Linked DNA regions of Mus musculus: region 1 is linked to region 2. A link is a contact called in public HiCAR-type data. All regions are on one chromosome and are shown on one strand. Each heading gives the region's core, a stretch centred on a gene start, on an enhancer-like site or on the middle of the called end of the contact. The rest is flanking DNA. Distances are from core to core; before and after follow the strand shown.

Region 1 (6,335 bases), core at 988-3,487, 2.2 Mb after region 2:
CCTCATGGTCAAATCCACTGTCTCCTTCATGAGCTCCGCCATTAAAGGGTCTGTGGGAAGCCATTCCGGACTCCCTGGTCAGCCGGACAGAAATCTGTGCCAGGCAGTCAACAAGCCCATATTTGGTGGATGGCTTGCCCTTAATCCCTGATTGGCTGAGCAAGCCTGCCTGGTGAGGTGATGTGACCTGTGGTGATTGATTGAGGCATGGTTGTGGCTTGAGTGGATAAAAACTCTTGTACCCCGAGAGGCGGGGGATTTGAAGAGAGAAGCTGCCTGAGCAAACTGCTTTAAGAAGAACTGGTGGTTTGTTTTCCTTGCTGGTTGAGTTGGACGCAACAGGGGTCGAAACCACTGTCTCCTGCGTGAGATATGTTTCGACCCAGAGCTCTGCCATTAAACTACCTCGTGTTTTTACATCAAGATGGTCGTCTGTTCGTGATTCTTGGGTGCACGCCAAATCGGGAGTTGAGTGGGGGTTTCCCCACTAGGCTCTTTCACTGACAGCATCAGAGAAGAATATATGTTTCTCTCTTTGGGTTAGTTTTGAATCCAGGAAGCCACAAAGTTGGCCTCTAAGGGGGCCAACATCATATATTACAGCCCTGGACTTAAATGTGACCATGTAAGAGAGTCAGACAGAATGGCTACAGAGGGGAATATGTAATGCCACTGTGCAAATGTGGACTGGAGGACTCACAGTCACTGATTTCTTCATCATCTAACTCTATAAGACTAAAGACTAGGGGGAGGGAGGCATGGAACCTGCATGGGAGATGGTATCATCTGAGAAGGGGCACAGAAGATCTGTGAAACAAGAGAATCTCTGTTGAGTTCGAGGCTAGCCTGGTCTACATAGAGTTCCAAGATAGAGTCTCAAGGAAAAACAAAACAAAGATCCAGTTCTGTAAAATACAAAAGACAACTTAATGTAGAAGTCATTTCCTAAGGAATGAAATGTAATTCCATTTTTAATTTTAAAAGCAGGCGAGGAGGGCTGGAGAGATGGCTCATGGGTTAAGAGCACATGCTGGTCTTGTAGAGAACTCAAGTTTAGTACTCAGCACCCATGTGCTTGTCTCACAACAATCTGTAACTCTAGTTCCTGGGGGATCTAACGCTCTCTTCTGGCTTCTGCAGAAATCATGCAAACGTGAGGTAGGTTCAATTCACCAAAAAAAAAAAAAAAAAAAAAAAAAAAAAAAAAAAAAAGCCATTCAGTTCAGATAAAGGGTTTTAGTGACCCTCAAGTTTATTGTCTGGCTACCAACAAATGGCCAAATTGAGTTCAAAATAGAAGAATTAGAATGTAGGTAAAAGGCATGATAATTAAGCAATCTCAGTCAAGGTGTGGTCTGGTTGATAGTTACTTCAATTCTGTTTTTCAGGTGGTTTAAAGAAGTCCTCATTGCCTTAGGGAACAGACTGATTCTCAGGTCTTGTGACATGTGCTGTAGGGTGAAGCCTACATCACAGATAATTGCTTTCACTCAGGAGCCCTGGAAGATCCACGTTGCTTAGTTTATCAGAAAGATGTTAACTGATCATTACTATTGCTCCAGGAATTCAACTTGACTACAAGTTTAGGTCAGGGACTGGACACCTTCAGACGCCTTTTGGACCCCAAATCAAGGATTCATCGCTTTTTCACAAATGCAGTTCCCAAGTGTTCCTTATGTTATTACTGGCAGGAAAGCACAGCTGCTCGATAGCCCCTCCCTGTCTTATTCTATTGTAAACATTCTTTATCTTTTATTGGGAAGCCCGCTCTTGGACGCCAGAGCTGTTAATCGGCGAAAATGGAGATGAAGGAAAGTAGTTCCCGGATGGCAAAAACCGCACCCCTAAGTGACCATTCAGAGATAACGGCCACCGAGCGCTGAGGCAGGGCCTGTGACCACTACGGGAGGCGACTTCGGAGGTGTGTGTGTGGGGGGGGGGTGCGACCACAACGTGAGTCGTCTCAGCCCCAACCCTCCGAACGTCCATGGCGTCGGGATCCCCGCTCTACTAAATCCGCATCTGCGGCCTACGCCAGCGGACAATTCAATGAGGAAGCCGCTCTCTAGAGCTGCCGGCGATTGGTCGAGCCCGTGAAAGATGATTGGCTCTGGCCTTCTTCCGCTCGGGCGGCCCGGTGACACGATTGGTGCAGACTCATAGCCGCTCCGCCTGCTCCCGTACGTAGCACGTCACTATCCGGCGTGCCCCGTACCCGCCTCCTCCGCTCGGCCGGCCCAAGATGGCGGTGCAGGAGTCGGCGGCCCAGCTGTCCATGACCCTGAAGGTGCAGGAGTACCCGACCCTCAAGGTGCGTTCTAGGCGCGGCTAGGGTCGCCACCGCATCTTGGGAGGGGTCGTGGTGGTGCAGGGGCTGGGTCGCTGCCGGAGTCGCTTCTGGAGGGACTGCACGGCCGGGGGCGGGGTCGGGGGCGGTGGGGCTGCGGCTCTCCAGCGCGATGGGCACGGGCCGGGGCCTCCCGATGGGGCCAAGGGGGACCTCTCGGTGTACTGTGACCTAGGTGGTGCGGGGCGACAGAGTCAGAGGGCTTCCGAGGCCCGGGCGGCGGGGCCTGAGCCCTGCCTCCCACCCAGCCTTCAAAGCCGAGAGGCTGCGGGCCGTGCGAGTGCGGGCAGCGAGGCCACGGCCGGGGCGGCGGGCACTAAAGAACCAGGGGCCCTGGACGCGGAGGTGGGTCGCGGCGGCCCCGGGGCGTCCTTCCGGAAGCTCGGCCTGGGGCGTGGCGGGCATGCCTCTGGTGCTAATTAGGGGGCCAGTGGGGAGCACTGGCGACCCGGTGGCACCCCGCCTCGCTGGGCGTCCCCAGAACTCCAGCGCAGCTCCTGCCCTTGGTTTCCGGGGCGTGACCTTGGGTGGTCGCTGCGCCAGTGCGTTCCTTTAGGACAAACGTTCATCCCCGCCGGAAGACTGGGAGGCTTCAGTTGCTAGAGGGCTTGATGGTACCGGATGGACTGCGGTGAAGTACCTGGGAAGAAAAGCCTTAAGAGGAAGAAAAAAATTCTTTGGTTCCAAGGAAGGCCGGCAGAGCCTTCGTGTTCTACATTCCTTGGCTGAGGTCTGGGCAGCTTTTCTTCTGGAGCTCTTGGCACCTCATCCATCTCTTTGGTGACCCAGTGGTTGTTTGGTGGTGGGTGGGTGGGTCGTTTAGCTAAGGTTGAAGACTACAGGTTCTAGGCGAGACCGCTTTTTCTGTGCTTAGGGAGACCCAGATTGTATGGGAGGCACCTGACTTCTGCTGGTGTTCCCTTGTCTGATGTAAGCCCTAGGGAGCACTTGTTTTCCTCCCCGAGGGTGAAGTGAGCGAGCTTATATTGCACATGGAAGTCTTGGCATTCCCTGGAAGGCATCTCTTGTCATTGTCCCTGTGACATCTGACTGCTCTGGAGTAGTTTGTCTTCACAGGAGGGCAGAAGCAAGGCCCAGCTGGCCTTCTTCTATAGTTGGTGAGCAGCCATATTTGATCAATGTTTTGTATCCTGTGCTTTATTTGACTAAGGAAGGGAGCAAACACCACCAGTCTTTTTTGTCAGATGTTCAAAATGTATGGCTTGGGGGAGTAGGAGGTACTTGTGACAGACCTCGGTCTTGTACGTGCTAGGCCAATGCTCTGCTACTGAGCTACATCCTCAGGCCTTGTTTTCTTTCTTTCTTTTCTTTTCTTTTCTTTTCTTTTCTTTTTTTTTTTTTTTTTTTTTTTTTTTGAGGCAGGCTTCTGTAGGCCATGAATCCGAGTGCTGGGATTACAGGTGACTCTTACCAATCCTGTAGTTTCCTGGCACTCTTGGATTTCTGTTGATTGACAGATGGAAACCCTGACTCTTAACAGTGGTCATACTTGGGGCCTTCTATCACTAGACCTGTAACCACTGACGTCTGGGCCTCGCCAGGACTTCCAGACCTGTTGCAATGAGGTTGCTTTGGGAGAACGTGGCTATTTGTTCTGGCTGGTGAATTTGGGACCCACAGACAGGAAAGGTTTCAGAGCTCCCTCCCTCTCTGGCTTACTGAACGCATTAGGCAGTGAAATGGATGGTCAGGGTTCCTCCAGTCCGTCCTCTGGTGACCAGGAATGCACTCTGCATTCCAAAGCTATTGCACAGCTCTGACGAAAACGATTCTGTGGATCTCTGTGCAGGTACAGAGAGGTGGTGGTGTCATGGAAACAGAATCACACCTTTTCTTTTCTTTTTTTCTCTTTGACGAATGATAGAAAGAAAAGTTTTTGTGAGTAGAAATGCTACTCCCTCCAGGTCCTGCAGACCCTTGCCTTATAACTTCTCTGCTTTGTTGACAGTGTATCTTTGCTTTGTTCACGTTTTCCCCTTACATTGTTGTTGTTTGGCTGGTTTTGACTTGTTTTTTTTTGAGACAGGTCTGTTGTAGCCTTGGCTGGGCTGTAACTCACTGGGATAGCTAAGGATGACCTTGAGTTTCTGATCCTTCTTACTGTCTCCTGAATGCTGGGATTCCAGGCAGTGCAGTGAGAGAGATCAGATCCAGGACATCTGCATGATGGGCAAACATCCTGCCAACTGAGATGCATACTTAGCTGCACTTCTGTACTTTTTCAACAGTAATTGATGGTGGGCACTTTATACTTTGATTCAGAAGTGTTTGATGACAGAATCAATCAGAATACCAGGAGAGAGGTGTTTGTGGTCAGTCCTTAGGAGGGTCCAGATGCATGTATGGCATGTGGGTTGGGATCCCTCCCAGAAGTGAAGACTGGTGGCTGGAGGGCTCCCCAAAAGCAGTTGGGACTGCAGTATACTGGACAGACTTAAATTTTTTAAGATTTATTCTTTGAACATTTCATAACTTATGTATGTTTATTGACAGATTGTTCACCTGCAGAGCAAGGCCTCTTCAGATGTGCAGCCTTGGGATCTGGCGGGTGGCTTAAGCAGTGGACCTAGATGTCTGTTTTGCAGTCTCAGGCACCTGGCAGCCATCTTCTTTTCCTGTGAGGGGCTATGGTGGCATCCCCTGACCCTGGGCATGGCTCTTTTCTGTTCCTGTGTTTCCTCCATAGTGGTGGCCTGGCACAGGCTTCTTTATAAGCCTTGGAACCTTCCAGCTTCATTATCCCAGTGGTATCCCTAGCCTCTACCTACCAGGTGTAGGAGTATCCCCAGAATACCTCCAGACATTGCCAGGTTGCCTTGGATACAAAGTCACCAGCATGAGGACCTCTGGACTGAATGTTGCTTTAGGGAACTTGTTTCTGTGTTTTTCAGAGCTCTGGGAATGTGGTTCATGAGACATCCTCTTGTATTCTGACTGTAGCTTTTTTTCCTGTTGAAGTCTGACTGGTGCCAGATTGAAAGTGACAGGTCTTTGAAGCAAGGGGAGACTAGGATTCGTGGCCCAGAATCATAAACTAAGATCCCCTGTTTGAATTATTTTTTTAAGCTTTTTGTTGTTGTTATAAAGGGAGATTTTTCTTCTTTAGTCTACTGAAGTGATCATCATTCCATTAATATTTCTACTCTTTTTTTTTTAACCCCCCCTTCAGGTAGCTGTAGCATAGTATTGTGTCACCTTTTCTACTTGCCACCTAATCAGGTGGCAACTGTCCAGTGTCAGGACCTGAAGATATTGGGGTAGCCAGCCCTGGACCCCAGCTTCTTTCTGAATCTCACCCTGGTGGTGTACCTTGATCCTCTTTGGAGCCCAGTCAGGTTCCCAGCTTCCACAGTTCTCTTATACACAGACACTCAAGTATGCACACACACACACACACACACACACAGAGCTGCTGCTGCTTTACGGAAACCTGGGTACAGTATTCTCAAGCATAATCTTTCGTGTCCTTGAAGTTTGTTCTTACAGAAATACTTCCTTGCCTTTCCTGCCTTGCATTTGATAACAGACTGATTGACCAAATACTGCTTTGGAAATTCACAGCCTGAATTATCACAGAGAATGTGAGTGCCTAGTGCATACCCTGGATTAAACTTCTAGAGCAGTTTTGTAAACCTGATCTTGGCTGCGTTGGGAGGATCATCAAGTATGAGAGATGCTAATAGCCATAAAAGTTTGACTTGGGACATGCACTTACTGCTAGGTGGTGGCCATAGTGGAATCCTAGAGTAGGCCAGACCTTTTCATATACAAATTTGAGCCAGCTGTTCTCAGTGTTCAGGCTGTTTGATACTAAGGATGCTTGGTCCACTCTTTGCCCTTAAGTACTTAGAAAACTGTAATTTTATTCATTTGCCAAACCCTGCCACTTTTCAACACTCTGTGTTCTAGTCTGGAGCAGCCTCCTTTTACTTCCTTTTAGATCCTGCCATTTGTCAGTGGGCCAGTC
Region 2 (6,550 bases), core at 3,619-6,118:
TGGCCTGTGTGTGTGTGTGACAGAGTGAGCTGAGCGATGGCATCGCGATGCTGGTGGCGGGCAATGACCGTGTGCAGGCAGTGATCACCCAGATGGAGGAGGTGTGCCAGACCATTGAGGTGAGCTCAGGCTGGGAAGACAAGGGGAGCAAGATGGTCTGTACAGAGACCCCAAGATTCTTTGACTTCTGGTCAAGCTGGCCAAAGAGTTTCTGGACTCTAGCTCATGGTGGGTTGTTTTTAGCCAGCTTGTTCCCAGCACACAGCAACTCCGTAATGTCGGTCAAGTTACACTTTCCATGCTTTGGTTTTGTTTGTTTTTTTTACTACTATAAAATGGTGATGACCAGTGGCTGGGGAGATGGCTCAGCAGGTAAGAGCACTGACTGCTCTTCCGAAGGTCCTGAGTTCAAATCCCAACAACCACATGGTTGCTCTCAACCACCCATACTGGTGCGTCAAAAGACAGCTACAATGTACTTATGTATAATAATAAATAAATCTTTGAGCCAGAGCAGAGCCGTCCGGAGCGAACAAGGTCCTACAAAATTCAATCCCCAACAACCACATGAAGGTTCACAACCATCTGTACAGCTACAGTGTACTCATATACATTAAAGAAATCTTTTTTTTAAAAAATGGTGATGACCAGAGCGAGGGAGGTAGGATAGTATCAAGCTCCAGGCCAGCCTAAGCAACGTATGGACATCCTATTTCTAAATAAACTAGATAAGTTAATAATGGAGCAGGGTGTGATAGCCCAAAACTATAATGGCAGCACTCTGGAGGCTGAGGCAGGGGGATGTCTCATTCAAGGCCCACTTGATCCTGTCCCAAAACAAATAAGTGGGACCGGAGAGACCGCCCAGTGGTTGAGACAAGGCATTGCTATTGCAGAGTGCTGAGTTCAGTTCCCAGCATCTGCAGTGCAAGGCTCAAAACTGCCTGTAGCTCCTACCCAGCTCCAGGGAAATTCAGTTCCTCTGATCATCATGGGAGCTCACACCAAGCACAACATATGCCCAAATGAAAATAATACAAATAAAATTGTGGCAGTAAATAAATAAGCAAAGTAAAAAGACATCAATGTGGGAGGCATGGGGAGGAGGGGTTTATAGAGAAGGGAGGGAGAGAAAAGAGACTGGATGTGAGAGTAATCAATATATATATATATATATATATACACATATATATATATATGAAATTATCAATGAATAAATTTACTTAAAATTATATGATGAGAATTATATACTTATTATATATTTAACTAAATATATTTGAATAGTGTGGCAATATTTTCAGTAAATTAATTCTAAACATTTAGATTTATTGTTTATTTTCATTTATGTGTTCCTGTGTGTCTGTGTATGGACATGTGCACTTGAATGTTATTGCCCATGGAGGTCAGAGGAGCTTGCTGGGTCCTTTGGAGTTACAGGAAGTTGTCATTCGACATGAATTCTAGGAACAAAACTTAGGTCCTCTGCAAGAGCAGGAGGCACTAACAGCAAAGCCCTCCCTCTACCTCTCTAACCAATGTCTGTGTTTTAAAATAAGACTTAATTTCATATCAGACAAAAAATTACTAGTTTTTAAAATGTTTGTTTTTGAGACAGGGTTTCTCCATGGAGCTTTGGCTGCCCTGGAGCTCCCTCTGTAGACCAGGCTGGCCTCGAACTCATAGAGGTCTGAGCACCGGCTAAAATTCAATTAACTTTAAAAGGTGATGCTGGTAGTCACACAGTAGCCACTGATTTAATTTTCTTAACAAGGAAGTGGGAATTAGTGCAAGGCAGAGCCAGGGCCAGCAGGGAAACAACTTTGAAATTCTTTGTCATTCTTGTCATCACTGTGAACTGAAAACATCTGAGCTGGGTTCTGTGTCCCCAACTCAGGGTGTGACCCTAGCCAGGTCACTTTCCTTCTCGGCTTTTTTTAAAGTGGGGCGAGGACTAAAATTTCGTGCTCTCGAGCTCTGGGCATGCGTAGGCGAGATCATACTGCTGTGGTCTTTCAGGACAACAGCCGCAGACAGAAGCAACTGTTAAACCAGAGGTTCGAGACCCTGTGCGCGGTTTTGGAGGAGCGCAAGGGCGAACTGCTTCAAGCACTGGCCCGGGAGCAGGAGGAGAAGTTGCAGCGCGTGCGGGGCCTCATCCGCCAGTACGGAGACCACTTGGAGGGCTCCTCAAAGCTGGTGGAGTCCGCCATCCAGTCCATGGAGGAGCCGCAGATGGCTCTCTACCTCCAGGTTGGCGGAGAGGGAGGGAGGCGGGCCTGCAGGGTGGGTTGGGGGGGACTCAGGGCCTGGGGAGCGGGGATCAAGCTTTACCTCTTGTCACCACATAGGAAAAATCACTCTATCATGTTGTGCGCTCTCTCTCTCTCTCTCTCTCTCTCTCTCTCTCTCTCTCTCTCTCTCTCTCTCTCTGTGTGTGTTTCTGTCTCTGTTTCTGTCTCTCGGTCATTCTGTCTCTGTCTCTATCTCTCTGTATGTTTCTCTCTCTCTGTGTTCCTGTCTCTGTCTCTTTCTCTGTTTCTGTCTCTCGGTCTCTCGGTCTCTCTCTCTCTGTCTCTATCTCTCTGTTTCTGTCTCTCGCCCCCCCCCAACCCCCTTGAATTGGGATATAAATCCCTTCCTACCCCGCAAGATTGGCGAGAATCAGAATTGGGATTTTACCAGGGCTGGCCCAGTGCTCACCTTGGCCCTCCTTTTCTCCCCTGCAGCAGGCAAAGGAGCTGATCAACAAGTGAGTGGACTGCGCGGTGGGAAAGGAAGGGACCCTGTGGATTCTTTCCTTCTGACCTGGGAGGGGCTTGAGGGAGCGGGGTCCCTCTGCTGAGCCCTTGTGGCCATCACAGGGTCGGGGCAATGTCGAAGGTGGAGCTGGCAGGACGGCCGGAGCCAGGCTATGAGAGCATGGAGCAATTCTCTGTGAGCGTGGAGCACGTGGCCGAAATGTTGCGAACCATCGACTTCCAGCCGGGTGAGGGAGCCGGGAGAGGGACTGTTTAGACCTGCTGAAGGGGTACGAGGTGGGTGCTACGGCCAGAAGAGCAGGGGCTCCACCTCACTAGACCTGCCTTCCACCTAGGCGCCGCTGGGGATGAAGAGGATGACGACATGGCTTTGGATGGGGAGGAGGGCAATGCGGGGCTGGAGGAGGAGCGGCTGGACGTGCCAGAAGGTGAGAGTTGGACGAAGGTTTGGGGGTGAGGAGTAGTTACCAAACTCACGGTCCCTTGGGTGATTGCCTTCAAGGCAGACACCAGGAGCCTCAAAGCGCACCGCCTAGCGCTCTGAAAAGTGCACGTTTCCCCACGGCTTTGGGGGAGCCTGCAAGGTACCGTGTAATAGAACCCCCGCTGCCTGGGAGAGCGAGCTGTCGGGAGTGCCTTGTTCGTTTGGAGCACCCGCTCACCGGGCGGTTAATTCCCCCCCCCCCCCCAGGCTCAGGCCTGCACTGACCCGACTCTGATCCAGAGCGCACACCCGAAGCGGGAGCCAAGGGATGCTGAGGATCTGCGCAGAGACCACCGCGCCACCAAGCTCGGCTTCCCGCCCCCGGGAAGGTTCTCAATAAAGGACTCAAGTGTCCCACGTCCTCGGCTCCTTTTGCTGTCCACTCCTAGGCTCAGCTATAGAAGCAACCTCGCCATCGCTCTACCCTTTCTCAACCCCAGACCATCTGAAGGGGCGGAGGCGAAATAGTCCCTCGTGGCCATTCCCTTTACACTAGAGGTTGCCTCCTAAGCCGGAGACCCTGAAAGGGTATCAGACCTCCGAGTTCCGGGATCTGGCGGGTTGGGGGAAGGGCTCCCAGGAATTTAATAGGCTTCCTCTCCCATCTCATTTAGCATGCTTGTCTCTCCTACCGGCCTGGAGAGCTCCACTTTCCCAAAAGTTCTTACCCTAACTGTAGTTGCCGGTGCCCTCTCACCACTATGACAGAAGATAGAGGCTAAGCTCTTGGGCAGTTTTATTAAAAAATAACCACTCAGAGTATTCAGGGTGACTCTGGGCGGCGCTGCACCGCGGGACTGAGACAGCTCCGGTTGTGCGCGTTCCAGCCCCGGGGTAGGTAAGGGAAAGGGTCAAGGCTTTCGTGACCCCATACGGGGCCGATCACTTGCCCACCGAATCGAATATGATGCGGTTCTGCTCTGCGCGCTCGCGCTGGCTCTGTGTCCGAGCTAGCTCCAGCAGGGTCCGCAGCAGGTGGAAGGTGAGGTCGATGGACAGTGGAGGGTCGTCCCGTCGCTGCCGCTCGCCCGCAGGCTCAGATCCTGCGCGGCGCGGGAAGCGCTCCGCTAACAGCAAGAGGAGCGCGCGGACGCCGCCGCCCTGATTCCGCACTCCAGGGCTCCATCGCAGATTCGGATCCTGGACCCCAGTTGCCGCCGCAGCCGCTGGGCTCCACTGGCTGCTCTCCGGGCGAAGCTGTGCCAAGAGCAGCAACGCCACCAGGAGCGTAGCGCGTCCCCTCTGTATCATGGTGCCGCCTGCCCTGGACACACAGGGGCAGCATAGGGTGAGGTGCACTTGGAGCAGCCGCAGGTAACACGAGCCCCTTGGCGCGCACGCCCAGTGCCCCTGCCGAGACCCTCCAGCTGTTGCCTGGTGTCCACATCCTGCCCACCAGCCCTAGGCGCTGTGCCAGTCCAGTTCCACCCCTCTCTCCCTCCTTCCCTCCCGGCAGGTCACAGTGGGTGGGCTGAGTGCAGAGTCTTGGTGGTAAGGGAGTCTGGATCGTTGCTTCAAGCCACTCACAGGTTATCGGAGTGTCTGCCCAGTGCAAGATGGAGCTCCACTCTGTCCCCGGGGACGGGCTGAAGACGCCTTGGGGAGCACGGGGTCTGTCCCGGGACCGCCGCCAGCCTTATATAGCACCAGGACAGCTCCGACTGACGTCAGCGAAGAACATGAACTGATTGTAGAAACAATGACACCGGCAGCTTTGAGTCCAGCAGCTTCGAGCCCCCAGAGGGGTGCGTATCCTGACTTTGTGTCCCTGGAGCTATCTTTGGAAGCACCCTGGCTGTAGAGGGAGAAGCTGGCAGAGCCATAAAGATAGATCTTCCGGATGCAGAGTCCTTCCCCGACACAGAACCACCAATGTCTCCAGAGCAGGAATAGTCAGGGGTTGTTTCTCTTCTCAAGTAGAGAGGGAGGACTGTGGAGCTGTCCGTGGTTCCGAACTTCTTCACAGCCACAATCTGGACAGAAGTTCTGGGGAGAAGCCTGGGCTGCTTAGACACGGTCCCTAGGCCGGCTACTGGGTCCTCAAATTGAGATCAGAAATGCTCTGCTGGCAGGGGCTCAGACAACACAGTCCCACCCAAAGGCTCTCCAATACAGTGGGTCTGACCCATTCTACTGACCATTGTACAGCAGTACAAACTAAAATCTACAGGTGTCAGAATGGCATAAAAGGGTGTTTGGCTTTCAGAACTTAACGTACCTCCTGAGTTTGGCAAAGTCAGCTTTTTCCTAGGAAACACAGAAACAGTACTATTATACCTTTTTACCTTCTAGGTCAGGAGCTGGGGTGGTGCTGGTGCACTCCTTTAATCATAGCACCCAGGAGACAGAGGCAGGCAGATCTCTGAGTTTGAGGCCAGACTGGTCTACTGAGCTGGTTCCAAGACTACACAAAGAAACCCAGTTTTGAACACACACACACACACACACACACACACACACACACACACACACACACACAAACACACACACGAAAACGAAGAAATCACTAGGTAGAAGTGAGAAAACTTTGGCCCAAGTTCCTCCTCTGCCACCAGCTTGTGTAGTCAGGTCCCTCACTTCTGAAACCATTGGCGTCTGTCTTTGTAAATGAACAGCCTCTGCTTCTTTCCAGTTACAGACAGGTCTGTGCTCTTCTGAAGGGTCTTATTCATAGCCACTGCAGATCCCAGATAATAATGTATCTATTTCTGTGCCTATAAAGTCCCTGACAGGGTCTCGAAAGGCACTAGGACCTAGAAAAGTTAAGCGTGATAGCCACTCTAGTCTAGGGATGTTGCTTAGTTGTTAGAGCACGTGACTAGCATCCACAATGCTGAGTTCAAGTCTCAACTCTAGACAGGAAGTTGTATCTATACAGAGTGGGGACGTGTGCTAGCTATTGGGACATAGGTGTAAAGTTGGCAAGGTCATATTATTCTACAAATATCTGTGAGGAATATACTATGTGGTGGGAATGTAGACAGTCATGCTGCATAGCAACCTTTTAGTCAGTGATGGCAACACACAATGGTGGCTTCAGATAATCATAGCGGAGCTGAAATATCCCTACCACATAGCAGCATTAGTTCTTATGTCTCAGTTTGGTGCATTATTCATGAATCTGCAATAATGCTGGTGGAAACAGACCAAGCTGGCAGTAATATGGAAGTATATCTTGTGCAATTATGTACAGCGTATACATCTTAATGACAGTGTTCTACATATGAAAAAGCTCTCTGTAAAACAGTATACCATGTCAGACTGGCAGCAGAAAAATACACCACATGCTTGTGCACGAAGAGGCCAT

Evidence for each region. HiCAR-type assays count read pairs that join an accessible place to other places.
Region 1: a contact with region 2 is called in a HiCAR-type map of astrocytes, with 8 times the contacts expected there. The contact joins the promoter of Maea here to the promoter of Ucn in region 2. A contact is called at or near these places in 1 of 39 promoter capture datasets (liver) and 1 of 115 datasets of contacts at active chromatin or transcription factors (astrocytes).

The regions. Positions count from the first base shown.
Region 1 is chr5:33,333,335-33,339,669 of GRCm38.p6, forward strand. Maea (macrophage erythroblast attacher) reads left to right here and starts at 2,238. Exons shown (of 9, transcript NM_021500.2): 1 at 2,238-2,311. The coding sequence starts at 2,243.
Region 2 is chr5:31,134,027-31,140,576 of GRCm38.p6, forward strand. It overlaps Ucn (urocortin), which reads right to left and starts at 4,869. Exons shown (of 2, transcript NM_021290.2): 1 at 4,771-4,869; 2 at 3,963-4,507. The coding sequence starts at 4,494. The coding sequence ends at 4,126. It overlaps Trim54 (tripartite motif-containing 54), which reads left to right. Exons shown (of 9, transcript NM_021447.2): 4 at 24-119; 5 at 2,017-2,250; 6 at 2,727-2,749; 7 at 2,862-2,986; 8 at 3,095-3,187; 9 at 3,451-3,600. The coding sequence ends at 3,467. It overlaps Gm15469 (a long non-coding RNA gene), which reads right to left and starts at 3,411. Exons shown (of 2, transcript XR_003955738.1): 1 at 2,701-3,411; 2 at 1,730-2,276.